2 separate regions of the Mus musculus genome follow, and region 1 is linked to region 2. The links are chromatin contacts, called in public promoter capture Hi-C maps. All regions are on one chromosome and are shown on one strand. Each heading gives the region's core, a stretch centred on a gene start, on an enhancer-like site or on the middle of the called end of the contact. The rest is flanking DNA. Distances are from core to core; before and after follow the strand shown. Region 1 holds the start of H2bc12 (H2B clustered histone 12). Region 2 holds the start of Zscan26 (zinc finger and SCAN domain containing 26).

The links. Promoter capture Hi-C pulls out the DNA fragments that hold promoters and counts their contacts.
Region 1: a promoter capture Hi-C map of pre-B cells shows a contact between it and region 2, with 4 times the contacts expected there. The contact joins the promoter of H2bc12 here to the promoter of Zscan26 in region 2. A contact is called at or near these places in 7 of 39 promoter capture datasets (the 3T3-L1 cell line, cranial neural crest, erythroid cells and 3 more), 11 of 484 Hi-C or Micro-C datasets (B cells, CD4 T cells, bone marrow-derived dendritic cells and 5 more), 2 of 115 datasets of contacts at active chromatin or transcription factors (memory CD8 T cells and microglia) and 2 of 9 other capture datasets (adipose tissue and liver).

Annotation. Positions count from the first base shown.
Region 1 is chr13:22,033,681-22,037,995 of GRCm38.p6, reverse strand. H2bc12 (H2B clustered histone 12) reads right to left here and starts at 2,175. Exons shown (of 1, transcript NM_175665.2): 1 at 1,676-2,175. The coding sequence starts at 2,109. The coding sequence ends at 1,729. It overlaps H2ac12 (H2A clustered histone 12), which reads left to right and starts at 2,353. Exons shown (of 1, transcript NM_175659.2): 1 at 2,353-2,874. The coding sequence starts at 2,444. The coding sequence ends at 2,830.
Region 2 is chr13:21,452,344-21,456,562 of GRCm38.p6, reverse strand. Zscan26 (zinc finger and SCAN domain containing 26) reads left to right here and starts at 2,836. Exons shown (of 6, transcript NM_001347491.1): 1 at 2,836-2,985.

The sequences.
Region 1 (4,315 bases), core at 926-3,425, 580 kb before region 2:
TGTCAAAATGATATATTTTTGAAAACTGGCTTACTAATCTAGAGTTAAGAACATCAGCATCCTACTGAGAGTTTGGGAGTTGAAAAAGCTTAATCCAAGACTAATAAAATAAACCTGAAGGTTGAATCTATCATCATTCAAAAACAGGGGGTGGGGGGAGCCCTATTTATCAGATATAGCTGAGGCAGGGGGCCAGGATTGTTACATAATGAGTCCCAAATCAGCCAGGGCTCCATAGCTAGAGCCTGTCTCAAAAACAAACAAAACCCTGGATAGTAGAGACCTACAGTACTAACTGAAGAAACATGCAAGCATTATTTCTCTTAAGCGTCTCATGAAGTTGAAATAGGCAGCATACTGCACTAGTGGTTTCCTCCCATCAGCTACCTGATATCTGCCTAAGGGTTATAAACACTGCCGTTGTTAAGAGTGAATGGGACAGAGCAGAGAAAATTGGACTTGGGAAACTCTAGAAAGCTCACTTTACACCATCCCTCCATTTACTTGTGATAGATACCTTCTCCAATTAATTACCTCCACCCTTGCTCTTTGCTTTGAAAATAGTTTTCTTTATATCCCTCTAGATTGCTTCCAGCATTAAAAAAAATAAAATAAAATAGTAAATACTACCTCAGATTTGTGTAAAGATTAAATGGGCTGGGCAGTGGTGGTGCACGCATTTAATCCCAACACTTGGGAGGCAGAGGCATATGGATTTCTGAGTTCGAGGCCAGCCTGGTCCAGGGCTACACAGAGAAACCCTGTCTCGAAAAAAAAAAAATTAAATGGGTTCATATGCTTGGCATGTTGATAAGCACTCAAGAAGTGATTACAGTCATTTTATATGTTTTCAGAATATTAACCTAACAGGCAAATTTCTAATAAAGACTTGGATGGATAGAAAACTTGTTCTGCTTGATAAAATATTCCAGTCTGACCTTGCTCACCTGTAAGATCACCTCCAGGAGAAAGCAATCCATCCTGTATTCTCAATATCTGTATCCTTAAAGCTTAGACAGGGAAGAGGCAAAAATGTTTCCCTTTAAATAAATTGTCCCCCATGGGTCCCCTCTGCCTCCACACCACACCCCAGGGTTTCACTGTGCAGCCCTGACTGTTCAAACTCACTCGGTAGACTAGACCGGCCTCAAACAGGCATCCACCTGGCTTTGCCTTCAGAGTGCTGGGTTCAAATAAAGGCAGGCACAACTACAGCAAGGTTTAAATCGTTGGTTTTGTCTGGTTTGGCTTAACTAGCCTCCATTTAACTTTTTTTAACAGGAGACCGGATCTTGTAAGCTAACCTAGCCAGAATTTCTAACACAGAACACGATTTTAAGATCCTAATCTTACTTCTACTTACCAGAACACAAGCATTATAGATGCGCTCCACCTCATCCAAACTTACGCAGCAATGGGGACTAAGCTGAGCTTCAGGTATGCCAAACACTCTCCCAGCTGAATTTACACCCTCAGCCCTGACCTGATTTTGAACAAATTACGCCAGAATACAATATAACTTTAAGTCAAAAGGTCATTGTGGCTTACACAAAACTGGGAGACCCTGACCGAGACAAGCAACTCTGTAGTGCATTCAACACTACATACACCTGCCACAGGAATCAAGAGCCGTACTCGAAGGTGAATTCATGTTTGCAGCTCTAATACTGGTGGTTTAGTGGCTCTTAAAAGAGCCTTTGGTGCTAGACGTCAACCCTATTGAGAAGTTTACTTGGCGCTAGTATACTTGGTGACAGCCTTGGTGCCCTCCGACACGGCGTGCTTGGCCAGCTCCCCGGGCAGCAGCAGGCGCACGGCCGTCTGGATCTCCCGGGACGTGATGGTCGAGCGCTTGTTGTAATGCGCCAGGCGGGACGCCTCGCTCGCGATGCGCTCGAAGATGTCGTTCACGAACGAGTTCATGATGCCCATGGCCTTGGAGGAGATGCCGGTGTCGGGGTGCACTTGCTTCAGCACCTTGTACACGTACACCGAGTAGCTCTCCTTGCGGCTGCGCTTGCGCTTCTTGCCGTCCTTCTTCTGGGCCTTGGTGACGGCCTTCTTGGAGCCCTTCTTCGGGGCGGGAGCGGACTTCGCAGGCTCAGGCATGGCGTAGAAATGAATAGAAAACAAAGCTGAACACCCAACAGGACAAGCAGATAGGAACACCACGGGTACTCTTTATCTAGAACTTCGTATGCAAATAAAGTGAAATGCCCTTGTCTGGGTAGTGGTCACTCAGAGAAAAGGCTGAGCCTGCTTTTACCCAATGAGAATACACAACTCCCAAAACCTCGTTTCCATTGGTTAAGTTGAACTCACAATGCTAACCAATGACGGGCCTCCTTTTTCGCGCCCTGGCTTGACTATAAAAATCTACAGAGTTTCCCTTTGTTTCTGCTGTTTAGCTAACGCTTACCAGGGAAGTTTTAAGTTGTACAATATGTCTGGACGCGGTAAGCAGGGCGGCAAGGCTCGCGCCAAGGCCAAGACCCGCTCCTCCCGGGCCGGCCTGCAGTTCCCCGTGGGCCGCGTGCACCGGCTGCTCCGCAAGGGCAACTACTCGGAGCGCGTGGGCGCCGGCGCCCCGGTGTACCTGGCGGCCGTGCTGGAGTACCTGACGGCCGAGATCCTGGAGCTGGCGGGCAACGCGGCCCGCGACAACAAGAAGACGCGCATCATCCCGCGCCACCTGCAGCTGGCCATCCGCAACGACGAGGAGCTCAACAAGCTGCTGGGCCGCGTGACCATCGCGCAGGGCGGCGTCCTGCCCAACATCCAGGCCGTGCTGCTGCCCAAGAAGACCGAGAGCCACCACAAGGCCAAGTGAAGCAGGTTTCAATATCTCCCAAAGGCTCTTTTCAGAGCCACACACAAAGTCCAGAAAGAAGCTGGTACATGTAAATCTAAGATCTCCTTTGTGAAGTGATAGTACTAATTCCAACCACGTGGTGAGTAAGCTGCAGTCCAGTGTAAATGTGTTCTCTCCGCGTGGGACTTAAGCATTCAAGTTTAACCCTTCTAGGAATATTTGGATCTTGAAACTGCTTTCTTGGTCTTTTTTTCATCAAGTATTTTTTGTTTTTTCAGACAATCTCATTAAAACCCACTGTAGGACAAGCCAGTCTGCCTCTGCCTTGGATATTGGGACTTTGACCTTCCCAAGCTGGCATAATCTATCATAGACACCAGGTCTGGTTAACCTTCAACAGATGAGGTTTTACTTTTTTTTTCCACTTTGCAGCAGAACATGTTAGAAGACTTTACAGGTCTTAATGCTGCTTAACTGGTGTGTGTGCATGCCCACCTGCTAGCCAGAAGTAAACGATCAATTTTAAGTTACTTTTTTTTTCTTCTAAATCCCCATAATGTTTTCACAAATCTTACTGCTCAAAGGAGCAGAAACTCGGGGGGGGGAGGGGGGGTAAGAGCCTGCCTGGTAACGAAGGGGATAAAGTCCTCAACTTGACCCAAGAATAAAATTTAACAAAACAGTGTAAAGAATATGTGTGCTCTGCAGTTCATTTCTAAAAATAGAGCCTAATTAATTGTGTTGAAATAATGATTCCAAGTTCAGTATTATTGATCTGAGAGGCTACAAAATTGTAAGCAGTTGGTGTGACCTAGTGTGTCACTACTGAGAACTTCAGTAACGCCAGCCACTTGCAAAGAGAGAAGCTGGAAAAGGAGTTCCAACAGCAGCCCATGAAACAGGAAATTCTGTACATTTATGGACTTGTGGAAATCGGACTCTGAGTTTAGAGAAGAGTTTCTGAGAATAGCATGTCGGTGACTGGCAATATCAGAATATAAGAGAGTGATTTAGTCAGTTAGTCCCACCAGACCTGAAAGGACCAGTCCTGTGTGTGTGTGTGTGAGAGAGAGAGAGAGAGAGAGAGAGAGAGAGAGAGAGAGAGTGTAAACTGTATGACTAACTTGTTTAGTAGTTTTGGAAAGACACTGGATAGGACATAAGGTCTAGTTGATCCTCCTTCCACAGGGCCATGTCTGTGTTCAAATGCTCAGTGAGCACGATATGATAGAACAAAGTATGCGCTTAGGTTAGATGGTAAAGTATGGAAATACATCTAAGAGATAACTGTTAGCTAATAGGCTTTAGGTCTCAAAAAAAGTCACTATGAATGTGGCTGTCACTTGCCCCAAGATGGATCTTGTTAGTATTTAACCATTTTTTTTAATTGTCCTAAAAACTTACCTACCAGGAATGAGGCCCTGGGTGCAATCCCCAGTATTGAAGTAAAAAGAGAAAAATCTATGATGCTGGTTTTCTTTTTAATATAAAAAGAACCTAAGG
Region 2 (4,219 bases), core at 1,587-4,086:
AGAAAGCTAACCCTGTGGATGCCTCCTTTGCACAGAGAAGCATTCCAGGAATACCAGGCGCTTGCTGAGCAGGTTCTTATCTGGAGGGAAGAAGTTGAACCTGGAATTTTCCCAAGGAATATGTGGCATTCCTTGGGTAGAAGATTGCTGGTCGGGCTCCCCAGATCAGACAGAGAAGAGAAGCCAGCCCTTCCACCATCACCACCCCAAGAAAAGGAGCCCTCCATTTCTCACCAAGCTCAGGAAAGCTGTTTGAACATGGTAGACTACAACCTTAGTATCAAGGTGCAACATCTCCACACTGATTCCAAGTCAAATCTTCAAATAGTGGAAAGAGGTAAAAGACTCTGGAAGTTGTCCTCTGACCTCCATATGCATGCTGTGGCTCACATGTGCACACACACATAAAGAAACACTTGTAGAAAACACACATTAAATAAAGTAAAAATTTAAAAATCTCCCTCTAGGTGTAGGACAAGATGAACAGCCACTGGGGTATTACTTGGCCTACACTCCTCTTTCTACCTTTGATATCCTGAGTTAGAAAGACACAGGGCCATCTTACTGGGATGATCCTACAAAGGAAAGCTGATTCCTAAGCTCCATTTCTGTTACATTTTACCTAACTGGGCAGGCATTCAGACCCTGCCTATCTTCTTCACCAGGCTTGAGAAGGTAAAGCCAGAGGAGGAAACAGGGTACCAGGACCCTTTCTCTAGCCACCAGACTCAAAAGCAACTGAAACTCAAATCTGCGTGGGCAGCAACAACTAGAAAGATATTGGAGCTGTATCCTCAACGGCCTTAGAATAGGGTCCCAAATCTAGGACCGCACATAGTTCTGACAGTACAACAAAAATCTAATAAAGACCATGCAAATTCTTGAAACAATTCTATGAGTTGTATCTGAATAATTCTATGAGTTATTTTCTGAAATAGGACTTATCGGTAATATACTCATGTATTGCCAATAATACTACTAATATAGAAGCCCCAGTCTCATACGTGCATTTATATAAGACCTGCAGGCAAATCTTGATATTTTGCTAGTTGTATACTCTGCTCTTCTCAGCCAGTACAGTCTGACGAATCACATTCCCTGGAATTCCTCCGGTTTTTATTACTAGTATTGGAGGATCCTTTCCATCTTTGAATGGCTGGAATCAGACTTAACAGTTTACAACTCTAAATTATACAGATGCTAGGACTTTGCAGGATTGGATGGCCTGAGGATGGGGCTTAGAATGTAGAATTCAATTATCTTTGGAGAGAAGAAGGACCAAGATGTGCCAATTTTCTTTCTAAAGTGTGTGTGTGTACGTGTGTGTGTGTGTTGTTGTTGTTGTTGCTGCTGCTGCTGCACAAGGTCAGAAGAACCCCTGGATGCCCTATAGCTGGAGTTGTAGGATATTATAAGCCGAGAGCCTAACCGCTGTGAACTGGGTTCTCTAGAAGAGCAGCAAGGGCTCTTAACATCTGGACCATCTCTCTGGGTTAAGATTTAAAAGCCCAACTATTGAAAGGTGACATGTTGCAGTAGGATGTCAAAGACTTGCAGGTAACTGGGAACTAGGAGACTTTAAACCATTTACCAGGACTGTTAGCCTGCAGGGCCCAAATCTGTCAGCGGGCTGAGGAATTACTGGGTTTCCTCCTCTAGCCTGGAAAGAAGAGTCTGCTTGGAAAGCAGTGACTAACAGTTAGACAAACGGGGAACAAAAATTTGCAATTCTCAGGCAATTTAACATATTCCTGGGTATGACAGGCTACTGTAGAATTTGGTCCCAATTTTTGACTCTATGGCTAAGCCCCTTTATGAAATTTTGAATGGACCCAGAAATAGTTATGGGTTTGGAACCTTTAAAAGGGGATTTGACATCTGCTCCTACCATGGGAATTTGGGGCTTGCAAAAGTCTTTTCAGTCAACATGGAAAGGATGGAGTCCTAATGTGAGTTCTCACTCAAATGATTGGAGGTGAACCTCAAACTGTGGCCTATTTATCAAAGTAAATGGCTAACAAGGGGGATTATAGGGGAGGGAAGGGTGGTAGGGGACTTTGTGTTAGACACTATAGGAAGGACTTAAACAGATGATTTGTTTGCTCTGAGTTAATCTGCACACAAAACATCTTAAAGCTGTGTTTGTTCTGACATGTTTGTTCTGAGTTAGCTTTACACACCATTGGCTTAGCAGACTGCAAAGCATATAACTGACACCACTATACATTAACCAGACTAAGCTCTGTTGAGTGCCTTCGTTCGAAGTCAAACAAGATAAGCTTAAAATAACAAAGTGAACTTCACTTTTTTTTTTCCACTTTTTTTTTCAGCAGCAGCAGCAGCAACAACAACAATAACATAGAAACTTTAGAAAGAAAATCGGCATATCTTTACCCCACTTCTCTTCAAATATCATTGAATTCTAAATTCTAAACCCTACACTCAGGCAACCAAATAAAGAAGGCACAGATAGGAGTCTTTGGAACTTGGTGGCAAAAGGGTGGGGAATGAAGAATAAACTTGAGCACTAATAATTAACTTTGGTTCTCTAGAATCCAACCTACATGATCATGCCAGCTTTTGCCTAAAGCCCAACCTAAAGATTCAATTGCTGTGTCTGTTTGCTGGTGGCTGTGATTACAGCCCGAGCTTTGTTATTCTAGTGATAGAGATGACATCTCTGTGTGAAAACAGTCAAACGAAATGGTCTGATTTATGTAAATGAAATCTTTCAACTTAGACCCAGTCAGGACACCACCGAGTTGAGTCCTGGTCCTCCCATCGTCCTAGAGCGGAGCCGGAAACTACTGGGCTGGAACGCAGATTTTGAGAGACGTGTGACTGACCCTGCGACCAGGGCGAGGGGGACGTACGGTGATCGGGTTCCAGCGGAGAGAGAACCCGCAAACTTGGGACTCTCGAGCGGAGGGTCTGGTTGATACACAGAAACTCTCCACACCTCGGAGCTGGGAGGACCAGAAGCTGGTGCGTGACGGAAGCTGCGGGGCATGGGAGAGGGAGGGAGCTCAGGACGTAGTTGGTGAGGCGGTTTCCTGCTGTTGCGCAGCTCAAGCTGACTGCAAGCTCCAGCGTATCTCCTACTTCAGCTTTCTGATGGCTGAGATTGCCAGCACTCCTGGGTTCTGTTGCTTTATTTTGTTGTGAGGGATTTTTCCCCCTTTTTTTGTTTGTTGTTGTTTGGTTTTAAGAGCGTTTCGTGAAGCCCGTGTTGGCCTCATCATTTGGCGGCGTATACTCTTAATTTGAACTCCTGTTTATCCTTCTATCTCCGAGCTCTGAGCTCATAAGCTGGAGCTGCCACACATGGCTTCTGCATGTTTAAGTAGTTACCACTGTAAGTAAATAGAATATTTGAGTAGATAATCCGAAATAGATGGGTAGACAGAGGCGGCTTTAAAAGGCATACGTGAGAGAACAGCGAATACAGAGGCCCTAAAGCTGGAGCTTGTCTGTCTTATTTAGGGATTAACGAGGGCACCAGGGTATTTCGAGCGCAGTGAATAAGATTGCCACAGAGGATAAGTAAGTGAACAAAGTGGCCATTTGGTTGTGTGAGGAACTTGGTCTTGGGTGATAGAAGGACATACTCAGACAGGTCTTGTAATTGGACACCCATAATGTGCATAGATTAGAGGATGAGCAGAAATGAAATCAAGAATGGGTTGCAAACCAAAGTTGGGTGCAATTAAAAACCTGCATCTGAGCATAGTGACTAATTTCTATAATCCTAGCACTTGGGAGAATTGCCCATTGTGGGCTAGGGAGTGAGAGCCTTGGGGAAAAGGAAAACTGGCAGGAAATCTGGCAGGAAGTGAAGACTGACTGTTGTAGTTGTGGCCAGGTGGATCCCACAGCTTTTGCTTCTGGATCAGATGTACACACACAAGAGAGAGAAGGAAAAAATAAATTCATAATTCGGGGGTCTGTAGATTTAAAAAAGGACCAAAGGTAAGTTCAGTCCACCGTTGGTGGTTCACGTCTTTAATCCCAGGTTTGGAAGGCAGAAGCAGTCAGATCTCTGAGTTCAAGGCCAACCTGATCTACAGGGCAAATTGTCGGACAAACAGAGCTACACAGAGAAACCCTGTGTGTGTATGGGGGAAGGGGTCTGGAGGGGGGGGGGGCAAAACCAAAAAAAAAAAAAACAAACCCCTGAAGATCAGCTTGGAAACCTGTGTAAAATCATAAATTCTTCAAC